Regions from separate parts of the Capra hircus genome. Here region 2 is linked to region 1. A link is a contact called in public Hi-C data. All regions are on one chromosome and are shown on one strand. The core of a region is the stretch at or near the end of the contact, and the rest is flanking DNA. Distances in the headings are between cores, read along the strand shown. Region 1 overlaps GNL1 (guanine nucleotide-binding protein-like 1). Region 2 overlaps PPP1R10 (serine/threonine-protein phosphatase 1 regulatory subunit 10).

The links. A called contact is a pair of places that touch in the nucleus more often than the background predicts.
Region 2: a contact with region 1 is called in a Hi-C map of blood, with 2.6 times the contacts expected there. The contact joins two enhancer-like sites. A contact is called at or near these places in 4 of 5 Hi-C or Micro-C datasets (blood and liver).

Annotation. Positions count from the first base shown.
Region 1 is chr23:21,561,846-21,565,191 of ARS1.2, reverse strand. It overlaps GNL1 (guanine nucleotide-binding protein-like 1), which reads left to right. Exons shown (of 12, transcript XM_018038844.1): 9 at 1,372-1,550; 10 at 1,628-1,790; 11 at 2,029-2,169; 12 at 2,555-2,919. The coding sequence ends at 2,796. Among named protein-coding and RNA genes, the nearest start is that of PRR3, 7.1 kb to the left of the region's middle. Within about 2 kb of position 1,266, at least 2 of the 5 cell types and tissues checked have an H3K27ac peak or open chromatin away from gene starts, as enhancers often do.
Region 2 is chr23:21,600,718-21,603,810 of ARS1.2, reverse strand. It overlaps PPP1R10 (serine/threonine-protein phosphatase 1 regulatory subunit 10), which reads left to right. Exons shown (of 20, transcript XM_018038847.1): 17 at 1-60; 18 at 286-399; 19 at 565-1,275; 20 at 1,531-2,766. The coding sequence ends at 1,640. Among named protein-coding and RNA genes, the nearest start is that of MIR877, 11 kb to the right of the region's middle. Within about 2 kb of position 1,635, at least 1 of the 5 cell types and tissues checked has an H3K27ac peak or open chromatin away from gene starts, as enhancers often do.

The DNA of each region.
Region 1 (3,346 bases), core at 17-2,516:
AGATGGAGAAGAGACTAGGCTAGTGTTTAGAGGCTGGGCAAAGGAGAACGAAATCAAGAGTGTTCCAACAGGCAATGAAGAAAGTTTGGAGAGGAGGAGAGGGCTCAGTCGTGTTGACTGTCGCTGACAGGTCAAGAGCGGTAAGAACAGAGACTTGCTCAGCAAGTTGGGCAACATGGAGATCAGCGGTTTCAGTGGGTGGAGAAGAGAAAGCCAGATTAGGGTGGCGGACGAGAGGATGGGGAACGACATAGTAATGTTGTATGAGAAAGGAGCTAGACACATCAGCATCCATTCTGTACAGTCCCATTTGTGTCAGGCTCCAAAGCTGTAGAATTGAACTGCACCAACTGTTCAGGATTCACAGGCCACAGAACTGAAAGGAAAGTGAAGCGGCAGAATTCGGTGCCCCTCAGGATCAGGCTCCCATGAGCACAGGGAGAGGGTTATGATCGAGAAGGAAGGGATGGGGCCTCTGAGGAAGTGAGTCATTCTGTGCTCAGGGGTGGGTGATGTGGGGGTTCATCAGACATGTTTATGTTTTACATGTTTTGTGTGTGTGTTATAATTTATGGTCACAAAGAAGATGGTGTGAAGAGGTGGTGACAAAAAATAGACAAGTCTTAGAGAGTTTTACTGTAAAGGGGAGAGAAAAATGGAGTTGTCAAAGGAGAGTTGTCTCCCCAGCCCCTTTCAAGAGGAGGTATAATCAAGGAGCCCATGGCTATGGAGGGCTAACTGTACTGTTTCATTTTATATAAGGGACATGAGCCTCCCTGGAGGTTGGTACCTGTGGATAGCAAGGACCGGCTGTGCGTGAGTGTGTTGTAAAGAGAGCACAGTCAGCACCAGGGTGCATTTTTGCCTGGCCTCAGTCAGCTGCTGACCGGGCAGAGTTGCATTTACAAGGCTGGAGTTTTGCCATATGACTAAGAAGAAGGGGAGAGGCAGGGCCAGGGAGTTGAAGCTCCTTGAAAGGGACTGGCTGTTGCGCTGGACCGTGGAATCTAAGTTGAGTAAGAAGGGAGGTGAGGGCATGAGCCCATGTTGGTCAGGGTCAGAGGCTCATTGGAATAGAGGATCCAGAATAAGTGAGCTGGAAAAATGAGGTGTTGGGCAGAGAGAGAGGTGCTTGTAGGTGGGATTTGGAAGGTGTGAAGTGACAGGCCCAGGGTAAGACCACAGAGGGGTGGAGGAAACCTCTGGGAGATCCTGGCACTGGGAGGCCAGAGCCTGGTTTGTAACTTTTGACATTATACCACATCTGTCCTTTCTTTCTGCACCTTAGTTGCCGGTTCATCTATAGCTACAGCACCGTGTCCTACCTGTCACAGAGGATCTGTCAGTGTTAATTTTCCTTGTCTTCCTTAGGTTTCCCCAATGTGGGCAAGTCCTCGCTGATCAACGGGCTGGTAGGCCGGAAGGTTGTGAGTGTCTCCAGAACTCCGGGCCACACACGATACTTTCAGACCTACTTTCTCACTCCCTCCGTGAAGCTCTGTGACTGTCCCGGCCTCATATTCCCCTCACTTCTGCCCAGGCAGTTGCAGGTACGAGGGCAGAGGGCCAGCAGTGGGGAGAAGGCAAGAGATAGAGGCAGGTACTGAGTGCTCTTACTTCCCCTCAGGTCCTGGCGGGGATCTACCCTATCGCCCAGATCCAGGAGCCGTACACCGCTGTGGGCTACCTGGCCTCCCGCATCCCTGTGCAGGCTCTGCTCCATCTGCGCCACCCAGAGGCTGAGGACCCCTCTGCAGAGCACCCCTGGTGTGCCTGGGACATCTGTGAAGGTGGGCTCCACGTGCCTGGCTTTCCTCCCCTGGCCCTGCTTCCTGTCTGTCCTTCCTCAGAGGTCCTGCCATCCTGATGGGGCAGCTGGCTGGTCACCTACAGACCCTGTCTCAGGGCCAGCAAGATCTTGGGTCTGGAATATTCTGGGAGAAACTGGAAGGACTGTATTAGGGGTGTGGGATGATGGTGACTGGGCCGAGTTGATGGTCTTCCATCCCCATCCTTCTCTCCCTCCAGCCTGGGCAGAGAAACGTGGTTACAAGACAGCAAAGGCCGCCCGAAACGATGTGTACAGAGCAGCCAACAGCCTCCTGCGGCTGGCACTGGACGGCCGCCTCAGCCTGTGTTTTCATCCCCCGGGCTACAATGAGCAGAAAGGTCAGTCAGCTGGTGATCCTCCCCAGCCCCTGCTGTAGGAGAGGCAGAAGGGTGTGGGCTTTGTGGCCACACTGTGTGAGGATTTGGATTCTGCCCCCATCGGCCAGCTCTGTGTGGCTAAGCAAGTCTGAGATGACTTTCCGATCTACAAAACCAGGGTGCTTAGTTGCCCCTGGCAAGGAGGTGGTCAAGATGGGAGTTAATGTGTACAAAGCTTCTGTTCTGTGCCCAGCACAGGAGAGGGTGAATGAATGAGTGAACAAATGAATGCCAGGAGCTATAAAAATGGTTGTTATTCTTAGTCTTTGCCTCTTCCCCATCTTTGCCTGGTGTTAGTTTCTTGCTCAAAACTCTCCCCCATTCTTTTTCTGTTTTGGTTCCCCAGGCACCTGGGAGTCCCATCCAGAGACCATGGAGCTGGTGGTTTTGCAGGGCAGGGTGGGGCCAGCGGGTGACGAGGAGGAGGAGGAAGAGGAAGAGCTGAGCAGCTCCTGTGAGGAGGAGGGAGAGGAGGACCGGGATGCGGATGAGGAGGGGGAAGGGGATGAGGACACCCCAACCTCGGCTCCAGGGTCCAGCCTGGCCGCCCGAAACCCTTATGCCCTGCTGGGCGAGGATGAGTGCTGAGTCCCTGCCCTACTCCATCTCCCCACCTCCCCAATATCTTTGCTTTTGGACTGACCCGGGGGTCTCTCCCGTCTGCCGCCCCAGTTGTGAATAAAGATTGTCTGCTTTGTAGCCCCTTCCCTAGATGGACTGAGGTGAGAGCAGCTGTCTCAGGCTGACAGCTGTGGGAGGCTGGCTGCTCTTCTCCCTTCTCTTTTCGTGGATTCTCTTTGCAAAAGAAGAGTTCTCTTAGGAGTTAATTCAGTGGGTTCTGAGGCCCCAAACCGCTCCCTCTGCTCACTCTCCCACTTTTACCTTAGGAACTGTGTCATCAGCATGGGGAGGGGAGGTCACTTCAGGCTTCTGAGGCCTGGTCAAAATCCAATCCCCTTTGGGAGTTTGTGCTGGTCCCTCTGGTGTTGGAACAACCCCTGTGCGCCCCCTGCTGTCAGTCCTGGGTTATACCAGGAACTTCTGGGAGAAGCAGCAGTAAGAGATGTCACAGCTGATGTCTCCAAGTGAGATTTTTTTAACAGGATTTATTCAAATTCAACAAATATTTATTGAGGTC
Region 2 (3,093 bases), core at 386-2,885, 38 kb before region 1:
ATCCCTCAGAAGAACTGCTGAAGCAAGCAGACTATTCAGACAAGATCAAGCAGATGCTGGGTAATGCTCAGGGCCAGCCCCCGGGCCTGGGCGAGGGGACCGGCAGTGGACTTGGGGGAGCTCGGGTGTTGCCACTGGGCGGCAAGACGCGGGAGGGGAAGACTGGACAGAGAGCGGCGCTCTGCCAGGTTGGTGGGAAGGGCTGGCTGGACGCGCCCAAGCGGGAGGACACCATGCCACTCTTCTCGAGTCCTCTTGCTGACTGCTTTACTCCTTATTCAACAGTGCCACATGGGCTTTTAGGCCCTGGTCCGATAGCCAATGGTTTCCCACCCGGAGGCCCTGGGGCCCCCAAGGGCATGCAGCACTTCCCCCCTGGACCTGGGGGGCCCATGCCAGGTAGGTGGAGAGCAAGTGGTTGGAAGGGGCTTGTCTGCTGGATTTGGGCCTGGTAACAGCACAGCACTGACCAGACCTGGGGTGGTTTAGGTTGGGAGATGGTGGTCCCTAGGTATAATTCAGGTAGCTGACATTGTCTCTCCCTTTTTTTCCCCCTCCTAACAGGTCCCCATGGAGGCCCTGGGGGGCCTGGTGGGCCAGTGGGTCCACGTCTCCTGGGTCCCCCACCCCCTCCCCGGGGGGGTGACCCCTTCTGGGATGGCCCAGGTGACCCTATGCGGGGTGGCCCGATGCGGGGTGGGCCAGGACCTGGCCCTGGGCCATACCATAGAGGCCGAGGTGGCCGAGGAGGCAATGAACCACCTCCCCCTCCTCCTCCATTCCGGGGGGCCAGAGGAGGTCGCTCTGGAGGCGGGCCTCCAAATGGACGAGGGGGCCCTGGTGGGGGCATGGTTGGCGGCGGTGGACATCGTCCCCACGAAGGCCCTGGTGGCGGCATGAACAGTGGCAGCGGACATCGTCCCCATGAAGGCCCTGGCAGTGGCATGGGTGGTGGACATCGCCCCCACGAAGGCCCTGGTGGTAGCATGGGTGGGGGGCACCGCCCCCACGAAGGCCCCGGCGGTGGCATGGGTGGAGGCAGTGGACATCGCCCCCATGAAGGCCCCGGTGGAGGAATGGGTGCTGGTGGTGGCCATCGGCCCCATGAAGGCCCTGGACACGGGGGGCCCCATGGCCACCGGCCTCATGATGTCCCTGGTCACCGAGGTCACGACCACCGCGGGCCACCCCCTCACGAGCACCGTGGCCACGATGGCCCTGGCCATGGAGGAGGGGGCCACCGAGGGCATGATGGCGGCCACAGCCACGGAGGAGGTGAGTGTGCTTCCTGTCCCCCACGTGCAGCTCTTGGTGTCCCGTACAAGTGTCCGGGAGGCCTCACTACGGGGGTATGTCAGGCAGAACACGAGGTCACCTCACTTCCAGTTCCCACATGCCCCTTTTGCCCTTCTCCCAGGCCCCCAAGACTAGGTCTCTGAAAGATGGCTCTCAGGATTCCTTGGACTGGGGGGATGAGTGGCACCGGCCTCTGAGCCTTCCTGTCTAACGATCCCATCCTCATCCCCACAGACATGTCGAACCGCCCCGTGTGTCGGCATTTCATGATGAAGGGCAACTGCCGCTACGAGAACAACTGTGCCTTCTACCACCCGGGCGTCAACGGGCCGCCCCTGCCCTAGGCCCCCGCCCGCCCCGCCCTGTGGACTGCAGCCTTGCTCCTTCCACTCTCTTATGGCTTCTGTGAGGCCCATTTCCCCTTCCCCCAGCTGATGAGGAGCCGGCCCCTCAGTGCCCACACGCCTGGGTTCTGGGGGTTTTCTGATCACTGGTGCGCATCAATGTACATATTTTCCTCCAGTCTGGGGAGGAGGGAGACTGGACAGATTCTGTACCCTGGACTGCTGAAGAGGAGACCCAGTTGGCTTCACTCTTTGAGGAGTTTTGCCCTGTATCCCGAGCCCCTTTCCGGTATTGCCCTTCACGCCTGAGAACCTAGAGCTGGTTATCCTGGAGAACACCTCTGCTCTCCTGCTGTGGGTCTTTCCACATGCACACGGAACTCTGACGTGGGATCAGCTGCACTTATGAAATCCTCCCAGCCACGTTCATTTCCCCATGGGTGGGGATGTAAAGGGGTACCGTGTACCCCGCTGCACTGAGTGAGAGGGCTCAATCAGGCTGGATTTGAGTTCTGGAACACATCATCCCCACCCCTCCCCGAACATAGGCTTTTTTACATTGAGTCCTTTTCTCAAGTGAGACTTTTGCAATCTTTGAGGACACTCAAGTTTGCACCTTGGGTGTGCTAGGTTCAATGATGGCAAATCACATCTGCAGCCCGTGAAAGTTTTAGCTGGCAGAGGTGAGGCCATGGTGGTGGTCCACCCTTGCCTACAGCTCCTTCTGGAAACTGTTAAACAGTGAGACCAGCTTTTCATCAACTGAAGCCTGGCATGCTGGGCCTGACAGTCACACTACATGCACTGCCTCTGGGAGTGAGCGCGCTCCTGCTCCCCACCTGGAACCTCGTAGGTGTGAGGCCTCCAGCTCCCTTGCCCTGTCAGCCACCTCTGAATCCCCACCAGGTGCCTTCCTGGGTGGATTCGATGATGACCTGTCCTCTCCCAGTCCTCTCCTTCACCCGTCTCGGCATCAGTTGTTTTCTATGAAAACAGTGGATTGGTTAGGTTTTGTGCAGGGTCTTGGGTTAGAGCCACAATGGATTTGAGGATGAGTATTTTCTTTTTCTTTTGGTTTTGTATATTTTGTACATTAATAATAAACAGTGGAAAGAGAAGTATTTAATCTCTGAGTGTGTTTGGACTCTGTTAGAAACCATGATCAGCTGTGGTCAAAGGTTCATCAGTACCTCTGGAGTGTGGTTTTCAATCCGTTTTTGGTAAGTGAAACACGGGTGAAGGAGTGCTTTGACTATAAATACCACACACACAGTACAGGGTAGGTGGTGTGCAGTTCAATGCTGGGGAGGGCAGAGCTCACAGATCACCCAAACTGCAGGAGGTACAGGCGTGTTGCTTCTAGTTGATCCTACCAGCCCCGTGACTAGCTTATGGGAGGGATAAAAGTGAAGAAGGAAAAATCCAAGAGCAGTTCCTAGGGAGGGAAGGAAGG